Regions from separate parts of the Rattus norvegicus genome. Here region 1 is linked to region 2. The links are chromatin contacts, called in public Hi-C maps. All regions are on one chromosome and are shown on one strand. Each heading gives the region's core, a stretch centred on a gene start, on an enhancer-like site or on the middle of the called end of the contact. The rest is flanking DNA. Distances are from core to core; before and after follow the strand shown.

What was found. A called contact is a pair of places that touch in the nucleus more often than the background predicts.
Region 1: a contact with region 2 is called in a Hi-C map of hepatocytes, with 1.6 times the contacts expected there. The contact joins two enhancer-like sites. A contact is called at or near these places in 4 of 12 Hi-C or Micro-C datasets (hepatocytes, kidney and liver).

Annotation. Positions count from the first base shown.
Region 1 is chr8:84,157,572-84,161,527 of GRCr8, reverse strand. No RefSeq gene overlaps it. Among named protein-coding and RNA genes, the nearest start is that of Onecut1, 320 kb to the left of the region's middle. Within about 2 kb of position 1,582, at least 1 of the 93 cell types and tissues checked has an H3K27ac peak or open chromatin away from gene starts, as enhancers often do. A contact at or near this core is called in hepatocytes, where this site is marked.
Region 2 is chr8:83,935,794-83,939,841 of GRCr8, reverse strand. No RefSeq gene overlaps it. Among named protein-coding and RNA genes, the nearest start is that of Wdr72, 200 kb to the right of the region's middle. Within about 2 kb of position 1,356, at least 3 of the 93 cell types and tissues checked have an H3K27ac peak or open chromatin away from gene starts, as enhancers often do. A contact at or near this core is called in hepatocytes, where this site is marked.

The DNA.
Region 1 (3,956 bases), core at 333-2,832, 220 kb before region 2:
TCTTCTTAGTTAAGGTAATGGGTATAGGCCTCATCAGACTCTTTAGCCTCTAAGACCTAGACTAAGGTTTCAGTTTTCATCCTGGCTGTCTTGCCTTCATTGCTGTGTGACTCTGGATAAATTACCACACCTCTCTGAGCTTCAGACTTACTTCTGTATAAAAGACGAAGAAGGAGAATACATCAGATATTGTCGATAACTGTATTATAAAGCATGACTGGAACCTTAAAATTGAAAGCTGTTTTTTAAAGATTTACAACTGGGGAATACAATATTTCATAGTAGCCTCGAAGGACTCAAATTTCTCAAAAGACGATAGATGTAAATTCGTTTTGGTGACCATGTCTATGAACTACAACTAGCAAATTCAGACTCGACTTATTTGAAGGCATATTCACATCCAACCTTGATGATGGTCATACGACTTTCCAGTTTTCTAAACTGAGGGATGTCCTCTCAATCATGATGGTCTCCTTCAGGCAAACAGCAAGACCTGGTGACAACTCTCTCCCCACCCCCAGCCAGCTAGTTGTCCTTCATGCCCAAGATCTCTGTTGGCAGCTTCTCTAGACTATAAGTTGTCCTGCAGTGTTAGTTATCTATAAGGAGGCCATGGGAAAGACCTGCTCACTGTGTGTAACTGGATTTGAGCATTAGAGTAGTGGGCTCTGGGGTTGGGGAAATGGCTCAGTCAGCAGAATACTTTCTGTATAAAAAGATCTGAGTTCAGAGCCACAGTACCCATGTAAAAAGCAGTGATGCACATTTGTAATTCCCTCCTCTAGGAAATGGAGAGAGCGGATCTGGTGCTGATTTGCCAGCCTAGTTGAATAGGTGAGCTCTGGGTTCACTGAGAGACTGTGCCTCAAAAAAAAAATACAGGGGAGGGGAAAAGAGAAAGACACCTAATGTTGACCTCTAGCCTCCACACGTATATATATACACACACACGCACACACACACACACACACACACACACACACACACACACACAGACACACACTCCAACGAGGGTTGGAGTGGGGGGAAGGCTATGTTAACGCTAGAACCCAGTTGTACTGGCTGGTTTTATGTGTCAACTTGACACAAGTTGGAGTTATCACAGAGAAAGGAGTCTCCCTTGAGAAAATGCCTCCATGAGATCCAACTGTAAGGTATTTTCTTAACTAGTGATCAGGGGTGGGAGGGCGCATTCTGGTTGGTGCTATCCCTGGCTGGTAATCCTGAATTCTATATAAAAGCAAGCTGAGCAAGTCAGGGGAAGCAAGCCAGTAGGTAGCATCCCTCCATGACTTCTGCATCAGCTCCTGCTTCCTGGCCTGCTTGAGTTCCAGTCCTGACTTCCTCTGATGATGAACAGCAAAGTGGAAGTGTAAGCTGAATGAATCCTTTCCTCTCTAACTTGTTTCTTGGTCATGATGTTTGTGCAGGACTAGAAATCATGACTAAGACACCAGTGTAGGGAACAGGATCAAGCTCGCCTTTGGAAAAGACTCGCAGTCATTCCCCTCGTCAGATGGTACTGGTAAAACTTGGCCCTAGTCTCTTTAGCCTCCATGCCTTTGCCCAACATGTCCCATTTCCCTGAAAACCTCCTTTGAACTTGTTCAGCTGGTAAGAGTTCAAACAAAGCTTTGTGCTAACCAGGTATTTCTCTGAAATTGCAATATTCTTGTTATGTAATTGGCACTGGTATCTGGCATGTTCCAGTGTGGCTGGCTTCACAGCTGTTTACATAACAAAGTTCTATGTTTCCACTCACTACTACTGTTCCAGCAGCTTTGTGATTAAGAAACCACAGGGGAATGGCCAGAAGAATTTTTGGCATCAGAGGGAATGGGTATGAATGTCAGTGCTTTCCTTTTGTGAAGCTTTGATAAATCTCTAAATGTCGTATAGCAGATACGCAGCTTGGTCTCCATGCTGGTCCCCCAACAACCTGAGTGTGGGCTGTCCCTGACTCTGTTGCCTGCCTCTGTGGATTCTGCTCTTCTTACTGGGCTGCCTTGTCTGGCCTCAGTGGGAGAGGCTGTACCTAGACCTTTGGTGAATTGATGCACACGGGACTGGGGGTGTGGGCGGAGGGGTATTGTTACCCAGGAGGACCTCTGCCTTATCAGAGGAGAAGGGGATGGGGATGGAGAGAGGGACTAGGTGAGGAGGAGCCACTGGAAAGAGGGCGGGGGGGGGGAACTGCAATTGGGATGTAAAGTAAATAAATAAATAAACTCATGGGGAAAAAGTCTCTGAATGTCAATGTCTGCAAATAGAGGCACTGCGAATGATTTAGTCTTTATATTGCTTTGTTATCTGATATGGCACCATAGCACGGCCTAATGCTGATGGCTCAGTAAGTCATCAGTCCTGAGGATGATAGTTGTAACTTGCTATGCTTGTTATAGCAGACTGTCACGGACTATGTGACTTAGAACAAAGTCAGTACTTTTTCATGGTACCAGCAAAGAGACCAGAAGTTTGAAGTTAAAGTGTCTTCAGGTATGGTTCCTTCTGTGGACTTATAGAAGGAACCACAGAAGGAAAGACCCTCAAAGCTCTCTCCCAGGTTCTGGGAGTCACGGATAATTTTTTGAATTCTTAAACATGTAGATTCCTCCCTCTGTTTCATTTCCTTCTGTTTCTGGGGTGAACCACTTTGAACTAAAGCAACTTAGGGAAGAAACAACTCATTTGGCTTATACTTTGTCATTGAGGAAAATCAGGGCTGAAATTCAAAGTAGAAGCTTAAAGTAACAACTATGGAGCAACACTGCTCTCTGGCTTACTCGCTCGCTTGCTCTGGGGCTCACAGTTAATCTAGTTTCCTTACACACTCCAGGATCATCTGCCTAGGAATGGCGTCGCCCTCAGTGGACTGGGCAAGCCTACATTAATCATGAATCAAGACAGTTTCTCATAGGCAATACGTTGTGGCTTAGACTTCCTTCTCCTTGCAGGGAATGTGTCTTCTCCTGTACTGCCAGAGAAATCTAGAGTGTGACTAATGAAAGTCTTGCTAGTGGACAGACAGTATTTGAGCCTCTCATCTTTAGGACTGATTCCATGTGACCTGGATGACCATGAGGCTTCTTTCTTATTTTTATTGTGAAGATGGTGCCTGGGTAAGTATTGAAGGAGTGGAGTCTTAGATCAATAGACAGTCTCAGAGTGACAGGACTTGTGAGCACTCTGGGAAGTTTTTTCCTTCTTGCATGATCTCCAAAGAAGATGTTCCCATTCTGTAGGAAAAACCATTATTATTTCTGACATAGAAATAATAAAATTTTAACACTTAAATGTATATGCAGTGCTAGGAATGCTTGAATAAGATGCAAGGCAGAAACACAAAACAGTACAAAATTCAGACCACCTCCTTCCTTTGAGAAAACTAACAAATAACCCTCTATATAACAAAGGACAACAAGACTGATAAATCATTTTATTGGACAGGTCTTGCTGGAATCATTAGAGTTAAGGTTGTATTATGTTTCCATTTTTAATCTCTGTTTTCAGGTATTTTTGACATACAGTGTGTGTTTTCAAGTCAGAGGAAATAACATTAAACAAAATGTGAGAAAGAGACCAATACAATTACAATCTACTATTTAAAATGACTTAAATAAAGTAAAACAAAAATGAAGATAGTGTTTCTGAAAGTATTTTATATTGTTATAGCTTCAAATAATTTTTAAAACATTTTTTACATTATCATCACTGCTATTAGAATTTGAGAGCTAAAAGCAACAGAAGGGAATACTTATTCAGAAAGGGAAACAAAGCCAGCAGAAAAGGCTAGCATGAATGCTCTCACAGAGGTAACATGCTCTATATACCCCAGTGTTGACCCTTGACCTCAGCATCCTGTCTAACTCACTACTGCTGCATAATAAATTCAATTACCTAATTTTCTATTCTGTAACTATTCAGATTCTTGCTCTCCTCACAACTGCTTCCTATTT
Region 2 (4,048 bases), core at 107-2,606:
GTGTAATCCTTATGACATGTATACATGAAATTTGAAAATGAAAATTTTATCAGATCTGTATGCTGGCATCTCTAAGTATCAAAGGTAGCTTAGATCTTTGAACTTTCACTGAGTGAGACGCACTTGCTGTAAGCAGTAAAGAGACAGAAAAGAACACCACACAGATTTTCCAGCCTCCCTCGTGGTTCTCTTAGTTGCTGCTTCTTATGATAACTGACATTTTGCATGTTGGTAGCGTGCAAATGAATTTTTTTTATCTTTCTATAAACCAACTACAGGTATAGTGTACAGATTTTTAAAGTATTCTCCTATCAAATTTCGACTTATTATTTGATATTTTTCTGATTTTTTCAGACAGTCTTATATAGCCTAAGTTGGCTTCTCACTCTCTGTACAGCTGAAGATAGATTTGAACTCTGGATCCTCCGCCCCCACCTCCCAAGTGCGCCATTACAGGTATGCACCGCCATATCTGATTTATGATCATATCGCTGGTAACAGAACTCAGGGCTGACTGCATGTGAGGCAAACATTCTACTGATTGAGTCACACCCACGGGCCAATTATTTGATGCTTTATTTAATAAATGTATTTATTTGATGCAAACAAAGGCTTGGAATGAAGCTCTCTCAGGCTTGTACAAGAATGGCCTATTCTTTCTGGTTCTATGGTGCCTTTGTACCTGGCTGTGCTGAGCTTGGAGTGTATGCCTCCGAGTGTGACCTCACTCACTGGGAAATGTGTCTCTTCAGGAAGAACCAGGTTCTTGCTTCCCAGCAACACAGCTTAAGTAAATGCACAACTCAGACAGTCAACATTACTGTCGCAAAAAAAATCTTTCCCTGTGTCACATCATCACACATTTGTCATTAGGGAGCTGCACACTCAGGCATGTCATAAATATTTGGTCTACGTAGACCCAGTTTGACCTTCTTGTGAGACAGCAGGAAAAAAAAATCTTATCTTCGTCCTTGGAAAATGTACAATTAAATGAAGGGAAAGTTTGAATGTGGCCTCTGAGAGACTTTGTTTCCCTGAAAACAAAATCATTTTGTTCTAGTCAATCAATAACCCTACATGGTAAATGTGAATCGCAGGCTCAGAATGAGGTTATCGGCCATAACATTTCTTAGCACTTTCATAATGTTATCAGGAATTAGAAGGTAACACTTATCAAATATTTACAACCTGTGTGGGACACAGCACAGAGTAAATACACGATCCTGATAATATCCAAGCTGCATTTTAACACAGATGCAAAAAAATCTCAGAAATGTTTGCTTTGCAATGATGTATTCTTTACTCTGTAAAAATTTAACTCTAGTGATGCTCTAGTGACAGGTGGAATGGGTCACAGGACAGCAAAGGCATCTCAGGTGAAAGGTCAGGACCAGCACAGAAAGATACACCCCAGAGTGCACAGCTTGCCCATGCCAGGGAAGAAGGATCCTAATACCAGCATATATTGAAAATATGAAGCAAATACCATTTATTTCCATCCACTGTATATGGAAGGCATATAGTAACACAACACAACACACACACACACACACACACACACACACACACACACACACACACTAAATAGCCCAAGTTCTATGAGCAACTCCATTCTCCTTTGTGTAGTCACTGGTGACATTTGTTCAATTCCATGGAAACAGAAACATTTATTTTTCTCCTTTCACAGTCTGGACAGTTTGCTTCTGTAGAGAGTTCACTCACAATCAAGAGCCTTCATGATCTCCCCCCTCACAGTAGATCTCCTATTAGACAGGGGCTGGGGTGGGAGAAAGAAAAGAAAGAAAAGAAAAGAATGGAGAAGACTAAGGTAGAGAGGATTAACCAGAAAAATAAGAAGGCCACAGCCCCAATACCCCAACCCTTACAACCTTGATCTGCTAAAGTAATGACCAGGCGCTATACTGCATGCTGCTGTCTCCTCTCTATCTCTTTTGGGCCAAGTCTGGAGGACAGAACTTGGCAGGATTTGAGTGGGTGTAACTGGATAATAAGACATGGCTATTGTGGTCTGACAGGTCGAGGACAATGAAATATAAATTTCCAAAATAAAATGACTACTTGAAAATAAATTATGTTGGTAGGGCATGCACACACACACACACACACACACACACACACACACACATACGTATAGATATATGTATAGTATATATGAGTGCATGTTTTCCAGATCTTAGCCCTTCAATCTGAGAATTGTTCTGAGTCAATATCAAAGATGTACCACAACTAAAAATTCAAGTTTGCAAGGATCATTAGAAATAAGGACAGATGGTCTTAAAGAACTCTACCAAACATTTTCCTTCTAAAATAATAAAGAATTTGTGCATTCTTTTCAAGTATGCAAAAAGAAATTTAAAGCTAAAAGAAAAACAAAATTCTCTCTCTCTCTCTCTCTCTCTCTCTCTCTTTCTCTCTCTCCTATTACCTATCTAATATAAATTTAGCATTCAGATATGTCTTTAATACTGCATGTCACGATGGGTAATTATTTTTATTTATATATGTATGAGAAAATAATAAAATATAGAGCACTGTAAGCTTTGAAACCAGGCTGTAAAATACAAACCATTTGCCATTCATCACACTGCAGAGTTAATGGCAATTTGCCCTGTATAAATACGAATGAGAACAGAGAGTCTTATAACTAATTGACTTCCTGCCCCCGGCACTCAAACATCTTTCTGCAACTCTGGATCTGTCCCTCCAGGATACCACTGCCAAAATGATCAACACAAGGAGCCCAAATAACAATTTATTCTGCCCAAAGGACATTGTGCCCCAAGTCTCCTGGCCAGATGAATTGGCACAATTACATCCTTCTCTCTTGCTTTGCCCCCTCAAGATATCCAAGGTATCAGGGCTTTACATGTGTGATGATTCAGGGCAGAAAATCTGCTAAGAAAGAAGACAGGACTGGGAGCATCTGCTTAGAGTCTCAGGGACAAACTGATGGAGCACAACACGACCTCCCTCCCCCTACTACCTCAAGACTTCACTGCCCCTCAGGCACAGCCACAGATCAAGTGGAGGGTTAAATCCTTTCCTGGCCCCTCAAACAAATGTATTGACATTAACCAACAATGACCTCAAGTTAGCCAATTTCAAGATTCCTTTTTCCACCTATACCTCCCCAACCCCTTAAGTACCAGTTCCTTGAAGAACTGCATACGAACATCAGACTAATACAACTGCACTTGTGCGGCTCAGCCCAAAGCAGCTGGGCTCACAGGGAAACAGCACCTTCTGCTTGAGGATGTACAGTTGCTCACTTGTTTTCATTTGCTTGCAATTATTTCTATTTGCTGGACCTCTTGTGTCCCCCAAACTCTCCTTCCTCTTGGTGGACGTATTTTATACAGAAATTGCTTTTTACAAAAGCTTTTTACTTAATTGTGTTTGCAAGTCAGATTCACTCAGTTCAGGGGGTGGGGTTGGGGTGGGGTGGGGGTTTCTTCTAGGGAAGGCCACTGCTTATCTAAGGTGATGCAGCAACAAGTGGCTATCTCCTGAAAACACGTCTCTCAATGCAAACTGGATCAAGGGGGTAATAGAACATAGAGTGAGACCTGCAAAAGAAAGGGGATTGCTTCTTCAAACAGGCTCAGACACATTCTCTCATCTTCAGCCTCTGCCCCCCCCCCAATGGTGCTCACATATTGGACAAATGACTGAGGCCTGTGGAGTATTCCCCAGTGCTTTTAGATAACAATATCTAAAATATTCTTCAGCTTCCTGCCAGGGAATTACTCGCTACCAGCCTTTAACTGCCATTAGAAAAGATAATGCTGTTACTTGGTCAGAGAGGAGGTAGGTAGAAAAATACATGTCAAATAAAATTTATGAGTGGGTGTTTACTTGGACTGAGTTTCTTCACTGGGTCCTAACACGAACATAACAATAGGATCATATATACTAAGGCTCTTTGTGGCAGAGCAAAACATAACTGCTTACTTGTGAGCTCCAACTAAGAAATCAGTATATTAGCCATAGTTCCAAACACCCTGTTCCCTGTAAAGACGGTAGCCTC